Linked DNA regions of Macaca mulatta: region 1 is linked to region 2. The links are chromatin contacts, called in public Micro-C maps. All regions are on one chromosome and are shown on one strand. Each heading gives the region's core, a stretch centred on a gene start, on an enhancer-like site or on the middle of the called end of the contact. The rest is flanking DNA. Distances are from core to core; before and after follow the strand shown. Region 1 holds the start of SLC33A1 (solute carrier family 33 member 1). Region 2 holds the start of C2H3orf33 (chromosome 2 C3orf33 homolog).

What was found. Hi-C and Micro-C count contacts between places; a contact is called where the count stands out from the background.
Region 1: a contact with region 2 is called in a Micro-C map of CD4 T cells, with 5 times the contacts expected there. The contact joins the promoter of SLC33A1 here to the promoter of C2H3orf33 in region 2. A contact is called at or near these places in 2 of 14 Hi-C or Micro-C datasets (CD4 T cells and fetal cortex germinal zone).

Annotation. Positions count from the first base shown.
Region 1 is chr2:59,030,500-59,034,783 of T2T-MMU8v2.0, forward strand. It overlaps SLC33A1 (solute carrier family 33 member 1), which reads right to left and starts at 2,500. Exons shown (of 8, transcript XR_013413611.1): 1 at 1,267-2,500. It overlaps LOC114676288 (a long non-coding RNA gene), which reads left to right and starts at 2,816. Exons shown (of 4, transcript XR_013413616.1): 1 at 2,816-3,121.
Region 2 is chr2:58,975,141-58,979,560 of T2T-MMU8v2.0, forward strand. It overlaps C2H3orf33 (chromosome 2 C3orf33 homolog), which reads right to left and starts at 2,418. Exons shown (of 9, transcript XR_013413614.1): 1 at 2,289-2,418; 2 at 1-320.

The sequences.
Region 1 (4,284 bases), core at 1,250-3,749, 55 kb after region 2:
CTCTACTGGGAATTTCCAAGGTAGCACAGAAGCTGAGAGGTTTAGCTGCTTAAATTTCAAAACAGAATCCCCTAAATTAATCATCACTGACAGAAATGAAGAATTCCACTATATTCCTGACATTGTTATTCCTTATATTGGTCATTTTACTTGTTTTCTAGTTGCTACAAAAGCTAAAAAAAAACAAAATACAAAAACCCTCAGATAAGCTTAGGCCAGGTGGGGTGGCTCACACCTGTAATTCCCAGTACTTTGGGAGGCCAAGGAGGGGGAGGATCACCTGAGTCCAGGAGTTTGAGACCAGCCTGGCCAACATAGTGAGACACTCCCCCACCCCCAACCATCTCAATTAAAAAGAAGAAGAAAAAAGAAAAAAGAGAAAAACTTACATGTGTTTTACTAATGCAGAGAAACGGAGAAATTTTTTAGACCTTACCCTCCATTACTTACAGGACAAACTTTTAAACCCTTTTCCCATAGTAATTAAAATCTTACTAATTTAGTCACAGCCTTTCTCAGCATGATTTCCCAAACCCAGTTCAGGCAATGTCCTGTACTTTTTTGTACTTTCCTGCCTCAGTGCACTTTCACTTTGTGTTGTGCATCCTGGTGTGCCATTTCCTGGCCCCGTGGAATCTTTTTCAAGAACAAAGTCAAATGTTATCTGCACTGTGAAGCCTGACTCCCAAAGGCAACTCCGAAGTTACTACTAACTGGCAACTCCGAAGTCTCCTAAAACGTTCATCTCCCCTATTTCTTGAGTGCAGAACTCTGCCTTATTCATAAGAGGCCTTAGAACCCCGTCCCGTAGCTGACTCAATAATGTTTGAAAGAATAAACCCTGTTCCACTCACTAGAAGGCTGGATTCTGGGTACAATGGTAGGGGTAGAAATGGATCAGAAAGTATAGAGCTAGAAACCTAAAACCAACAAGACAAAAGGAAAAATGTGAACTATATGAGCCACACTTTTAAAAAATGTGCATTTGTGTATTAAGCAAGTGGCACGAATCCCTGGACTCCGTTGTTATTTGATGGGTTGCCTCTCCCTGTTAACTACCTGCAGAGTACTGATCATTTGATTGCTCTGATGTCATTCATTTTGGCTTTAATAATTTAAAGAAGCTCATCTGGACGAAACAGAAAACTTACCTTGAGTTATCGCCCATACAATGATTTCCAGTAAATTAATGAGCTTCCCTCCAACATCACACACTCTTTCAAAAGGATAAATAAACCTAACACCATAATAGTTTAAATACACTACCTGCAAGAGTAACGATTCCTCTGGGTTGAGGCTGAAATCGCAAATATTTGTTACAAAAGTCGGCAGATTCAAGGGCCAAAAACAAAACATTGCCCAAAAAGTAACCCGCTGTTTGGCCCACCGAATTGCAAGTAGAAGCATAACCCACATTTTCCCTGGATAACATAGTTAACGCCCAACCATCGACAGCAATGTCCTGAGTGGCGGCCAAGAATTCAAACAAAAAGAATGCCACAGTGAGAGCAATCACGTCGGGTGTCCTGCCTTCGGTATTCCCAAGCAAACGGTCCACCTGAGTGGATAAATATATCATGAAGAGTCCTAGTATATACTGTGTCGGGACAAGCCAAGATTTGCGACGACCGAAGTTCTTAACGTAGACAGCATCCACCAACGGGGCCCAGAGTAATTTGAGACTGAAAGGCCAAAAGACAAAACTGAAGAAAGCTTGGTCTGTATAGCTAACATTTTTGCTTTGCAAAATGAGTGGGATGCTTCCCGCCAAGCCCAAGGGAATACCCTGAAGCACGTAAAGAAAGAGTAGCAGCAAAATGCTGCTTAGTTCCGCCCGGAAGCTCCGTGGGGCTTTTAAGAAGTCGCCAGTGCCGGTATCCCCCAGAAGAGCTTCTCTGTCCCCTTCTCGGCCCGCTGAGTCCAAATGACTGTCATCCCAACCGCCCGGAGGCAGGGGACCGCTCTTCATATCCAAAGAGTGACTGAAATTCCCTGGCCGCCGTTGCCGGCTGCTGTCCTTGTGGGAGATGGTGGGTGACATATCAGAGACGATGCAGAGCCCCGTCTGTGGGGGGCCGGGGCTGAGCGTTTTGGATCCGTCCAGTCCCAGGTCCAAGGCTGTCGCGCTGGACCAGGGTTTCGGTGGTTCACGGGATGGTGGCAGGGCTCAGGGCGATAAGGGCACTTGTTACTGCAGCCCAGAGTGCTGAAGCCGGGAGCCAGTCCTCTGGCTAGAAGCCCAGAGGATGCCTGGCTAGGTGCCCCCTGGAACGGCGTCAAGAAGCCTGAAGGAGACCCCCGGGCAGTCACTCTGGGCTCAGGGCTGGAGGTGTGTGCCGTGGTGCCGCGATGGAAACCAGCTCCTACCTGCGGCGGGACCGAACGGCTGGTCTCCCGACCCAACACCTCCAGCTCTCGCCGACACCAATGCGGCAGAGAGCACTTTCTCTACAGGACTCCAGAAAACGCATATAACTTCCTGCCTCGCGCTTCAGGAAGTGGTCCCAGTCTCTAACACGTCCCTTCCCAACCTCCAGAGCAAGCCAATCAGGAACACGCTCTTGTGGCCCAGTTCGGAAACAATGCTTGGTGGGAACCTGCAATCTTGGCGGCCGGAACTTTCGGGGAGGATTAACGCCGGCGCACCGTGCGGCCGGGGCGGGGCACCGCCCAAGCTCGGGCTCTATGACAGCGCCTATGGCAGTCTGGAAAGCGTGGGCCTCGGTCATTGGGCACGAGCGGTCACGTGACAGTGGGTTCCTCCAGGCCTGCGCTGGTGGTTGAGTGATGTAATCACGCGGGGTCTGAGGTCTCCGTGAGTGTAGGTTTCGTCGTTGTGCTGATGACAAGCAGTGCCCGAACTCTAGGCTGGGAATTGTGCCAGGCTGCTGCTTTCGTGGCTGACCGGAAAGGGGCAGAAGGATTGAAGTTTACGAAGTTTTTGAATCAGGAGGCAAGGTCGCCTTGTGCCCCCAAAAGGGTGGAAAAAGGCCTGGCTAACTGGAGAATCGCGTCCTTACGGTGCATGCATATTTATGATACGAATTAAGCTGCTCAAGGGGTGCTAGGTTTGTCTGCAGTCCATTTATCCCTCCTGGTGGAAGACGCGTAGGGAAACTTGGTAACCAACTCTAATTACATTGGTGATTGGATGACTCGTTACATCCTCTATATTTATGTTGCAATAAAACGTCTTGTGGCTGGGCGCGGTGGCTCACGCCTGTAATCCCAGGACTTTGGGAGGCTGAGGCGGGCGGATCACCTGAGATCGGGAGTTCGAGATCAGCCTGACCAACATGGAGAAACCCCTTCTCTACTAAGAGACGCACAGGAATTTGAGAATCTGATTAATTTTTTTTTCTGCTCTCTCACCTCTGGCAGAAAGATTATTTATTTATTTATTTTTTTTTTGAGACGGAGTCTCACACTGTCGCCCGGGCTGGTGTGCGGTAGGGCGATCTTGGCTCGCTGCAGCCTCCACCTCCTGGGTTCAAGCGATTCTCCTGCCTCAGCTTCCCGAGTAGCTGGGGCTACAGGCGCATGCCACCACGCCAACTGATTTTTTGTATTTTTAGTAGAGAGGGGGTTTCCCCGTGTTGGCCAGGATGGTCTCAATCTCTTGATCTTGTGATCCACCCGCCTTGGCCTCCCAAAGTGCGGGGATTACAAGCGTGATGGCAGGCCAGGCGCGGTGGCTCACGCCTGTAATCCCAGCACTTTGGGAGGCCCAGGCGGGCAGATCACTTGAGGTCAGGGGTTCGAGACCAGCCTGGCCAATATGGTGAAACCCCGTCTCTACTAAAAATACAAAAATCAGCCGGGCGTGGTGGCTCACGCCTGTAGTCCCAGATACTAGGGAGGCTGGGGCTGGAGAATCGCTTGAACCCGGGAGGTGGAGGTTGCAGTGAGCTGAGATCCCGCGGTTGCACTCCAGTCTGGGCGTCAAAGAAAAGAACAGTGTCATTTAAGTCCAGTCAGGATTCAGCCCAAACAACCATGAGTGGGATTTAGATTGTGCTGGATTAAAACCCTGGCTCTAACAGTAGTTGTACCTTGGACAAATGACTTAACCTAAGCCTCCATTTTGATGAAAATAAAATAGAGTTCATAACATCTATTTCAGAGAATTGTGGGAGTTAAAGCAAGCAGCCAATAAAGCCACGCACAATCAGTAGGTGTTGGAAAAAGGAAATATTTGATGAGTTTGTATGTCTCGTGTTTGATTTGTTTCCCTTCTTTAATCTGAAATAATTATAGATTCACAGGAAATTGCAAATATAGCAG
Region 2 (4,420 bases), core at 1,168-3,667:
CTGGGCGACAGAGCCAGACTCTGTCTCAAAATAAAAAAGAGGCTGGGCGCGGTGGCTCATGCTTGTAATCCCAGCATTTTGGGAGGCCGAGGCGGGCGGATCACCTGAGGTCAGGAGTTCGAGACCAGCCTGGCCAACATGGCGAAACCCCATCTCTACTAAAAATTAAAAAATTAGCCGGGCATGGTGGCAGGCACCTGTAATCCCAGCTACTCGGGAGGCTGAGGCAGGAGAATCGCTTGAACCCAGGAGGCAGAGGTTGCAGTGAGCCAAGATCGCACCATTGCACTCCAGCCTGGGGGACAAGTGTGAGACTTCGTCTAAAAAGAAAAAGAAAAAGAAAAAAAATGAGATTGAAAAAACGCACAAAGGTACATACGCTGGGTTCTATGACCGGATTATTTGTAATATTATAACCATGTTCTAATTTAAACAACTTCCTCCCATAATCCTTCTGAAGTCATTTTTTAATTTGAAATAACCCATGCATCTATTGCTGCTTAACTGGAAGAAATGAGTTTTCACCAATTAACACATATATTATTTACCATTCGATGATGCCACAAATATTTATCTAGCACTTACTAAGTGACAGGCATTACTCTAAGAACTAGGGCTACAATGGTGAGTGAAAACAGGCATGGCTTTGGACTTTGTGCTGCTTGGCTGCAGAGCATTTGCAAAGTTATCTTACTCAACTTTTCAGTATTATTTTTTAAAGGTAATGATTCCTTCTGAAAACATTTTCTTCACTTGGCTTCTAGAACACCAGGCTGTCCTGACTTTCTTACGACCTCACTGTCTGCTTCCTCTTGGTCTTTGCTGACTTTCTCTTTACTCCCCAGATTCTCAATGTGATAATCCCCCAAATTCTAGGGCTTCTTCAGTAGCTTTTCTCACTTGCTCTGAGATGTTACTCAAGTCCACAGCTTTAAATGCTACTTAAGGTTTATGCAGGTCATTCCCAGTGTTCTATGTCAGGTTCTGATCTCCCTTCAACACCAGACTCCATATCCAGTTGCCAAGAACAGCATCTACAATTCTGCTTAGAAGTCTAATAACCATCTTCAAGTTTGCACATCTCCATGTACATGTCCAAAAAGTTATCTAGATTTTCCCCAACAAATCATTTACTCCAACTCCTTCTCCTTATCAGCAACTATTACCAGCCTCCTTAGACCTCTTTCTTTGTACCTCACACCCAAACAATTCATATCACCACAATTCTGTGTCTTAGCCACAACTCTCTCTCGCCTGGTGGCCAAAATGTCCCCCTCTTGCTTCAACTCCAGAGGCTTAGTGCTTCAGGAAAAAAAAAAAAAAAAAGGCAGGGCACCAGTGGCTGATGCCTATAATCCCAGTGCTTTGGGAGGCTGAGGCGGGCAGATCCCTTGAGGCCAGGAGTTCAAGGCCAGCCTGGACAACACAGGGAGACCTTGTCTCTACAAACAAAAAACAAATTAGCCTGGTGTGGTGACAAGTGCCTTGTAGCCCCAGTTACTCGGGAGCCTGAAGTGGGAGGATTGCTTAAGCACAGGGAGTGGAGGCTGCAATGAGACATAATGGTGCCACTGCACTCCAGGCGTGACAAGAGTGAGGCTCTGTCTCAAAAAAAAGAAATCTATTCGGGAGGCTGAGGTGGGAGATCACTTGAGGCCAGGAGTTGGAGGCCACCCGGGCAACATACCAAGATTCCCAGTCTCTAATTCTAAAAGAAAGTAGTCGATGGGGGTAGCGCAAGCCTGTGGTTCCAGCTACTTGGGAGGCTGAAGTGGGAGGATTTTTTCAGCCCAGGAGGTGGAGCGGCAGCAGTGAGCTATGATCGTGCCACTGCACTCCAGCTTGGGCCAGAGAGGAATACCCCGTCCCTAAAAAAATAAAATTAAAAATAAATAAAAATTAGAAATGCTCTCTCCAAAGGTGTACAGGACTTCCCTGCTCTTCCTCGGTCTCCTCTCTGGGCTCTCCCCAAACGCTCTAATGGAACAAGTGGCATCCCGGAGCTGGGCTGCGTCTCACCCTTTGAGGTGCCCGCCCCCCACAGCCCAGCAAGCATCCTGCACAGTCCTTGCAATAATGAGGCCGAACTGGCCCCCTGGCCCGCCCCCGGCCCTCTGCAGCCCTGCACGCACTACACTCGCGATGTCTGCCTCTCGAGCTCACTCCCCCGCAGTTTTCTGTCGCTCCCCGGCCCCGGCGGGATCCACGCCTGAGGCCTCACGTTCTTCTCAGGGTCGCTCGGTGCCGCCCCGCGCCCACCGCCCGCCCAGACCGCGTGGCTGCAGTACCCGGACTAGGCGCAGGTGGTCGTCTGCCCACTGCGAGATCCGAGCCACGACGTTGGGCTCCATTCCGTCCCTGTCGGGAGACTGGGAGCCTGAGGCCGCGGGCTGCCCCGCCATGTTCCCGGCCTCCTGCGAGCGGGCCCTGCGCTCCTCCGGCTGGCGGCAGGGGGCGCCGCGCACCTCGGGAAGGCGGCGGGGTCCCCTGCCCCGCCGACCGGAGTGGCCCCGCGACCTGCAGTCGCCAGTGGGCGGGCCCCAGATATCAGATGTCTTAACAGTGCCTCAACCGCTTTTATGCAGGGTGATTCCACGATGCAGGCGATCTCTGAACGGCACTGCAGGGGTTGAAGCATTCCCGACCAAGCTAGTAGGGTGATTTTCAATTGGTGACTTTAATTCACCCTGCTGCAGTGTGGTTTCCGCAGGTGCCACACAAGGAAGGAAATTGAAGTAATTCATTCCTTCCACCTGCTCCCAAACACAAACATGCATTTTTTTAACCAAATACGGCCTGTCCTTGAAACCTATGCATATTTCTTATATTCGAATTGTGCTTTAAAGTTTTAAGAGCTGCTCTGAAAGCCTAATATCACATGCTGTAAATATTTGAACTGTTAGAAAACAATAGTAATATATTTTAAATAAAAAAAATTAGAAACAGAGCAGTGCAAATAATATGGTAACATTTGTGTAATAAAAATACATATTGAGGCCGGGTGTGGTGGCTTATGCCTGTAATACCAACACTTTGGGAGGCCGAAGCGGGCGAATTACTTGAGGTCGGGTTTGAGACCAGCCTGGCCAACATGGCGAAATTCCGTCTGTACTAAAAATACAAAAATTAGCCGAACGTGGTGGTACTCGCCTATAATCCCAGCTACTCAAGAGGCTGAGGCAAGAGAATCGCCTGAACCTGGGAAGTGGAGGTTGCAGTGAGCCAAGATTATGCCACTACACTCCAGCCTGGGTAACAGAGCGAGACTCCATATTAAATAAATAAATAAATACTAAATACTATACAAGAAACTAGTAACAGTGACTACCCCTGGGAGAGGGATTGCAGGTAGGAAAGGGCAAGAAGTTTCACAGTCTGCCAACTCTAATAAACATTTTTCAGTGATAGAAATGTCCTGTAGCTTTCTGTGGCTATTGCCTTCGTCAAATGTGGCTACTGAAATCAAGGAACTGAACTTTTAACTTTATTAATTTTAATTAATTTAGTCACATACGGCTAGTGGCTACCATATCGGAGAGTGCAATTATACTATTGGAATTTTTTTTCTTTATACAAATATTACCTTTAAAAGTCAAAACAGGGCCGGGCGCGGTGGCTCAAGCCTGTAATCCCAGCACTTTGGGAGGCCGAGACGGGCGGATCACGAGGTCAGGAGATCGAGACCATCCTGGCTAACACGGTGAAACCCCGTCTCTACTAAAAAATACAAAAACCTAGCCGGGCGAGGTGGCGGGCGTCTGTAGTCCCAGCTACTCGGGAGGCTGAGGCAGGAGAATGGCGTAAACCCGGGAGGCGGAGCTTGCAGTGAGCTGAGATCCGGCCACTGCACTCCAGTCTGGGCGACAAAGCGAGACTCTGTCTCAACAACAACAACAAAAAAAAAGTCAAAACAGACTATATTGTATTCCTAACAATACATATTGTGAGTGGTGGCTTCAAGGAGTGTATTGTCTCTGTGTTATAGCCAATAGAAAGTAAATAACAACCAAGACTGGTGGCTCACGCCTGTAATCCCAACACTTTGGGAGGCCAAGAAGGATGAATCATGAGATCAGGAGATCGAGACCATCCTGGCTAACACGGTGAAACCCCATCTCTACTAAAAATACAAAAAATTATCCAGGCGTGGTGGCACGCGCTTGTAGTCCCAGCTACTCAGGCGGGTGAGGCAGGAGAATCGCTTGAACCCGGGAGGCAGAGGTTGCAGTGAACTGAGATCGCACCACTGCACTCCAGCCTGGACAACGGAGCAAGACTCTGTCAAAAAAAGAAAGAAGAAAGAAAAAAGGAAAGGAAAGTAAGAAAATAAATAACAATCATTGACACTTGGGTCTTGCTTGTTATGTGCTAGGTAGGTATTGTTCTAGGTGCTTTTCAGACATTAACTCCCTTCATCCTC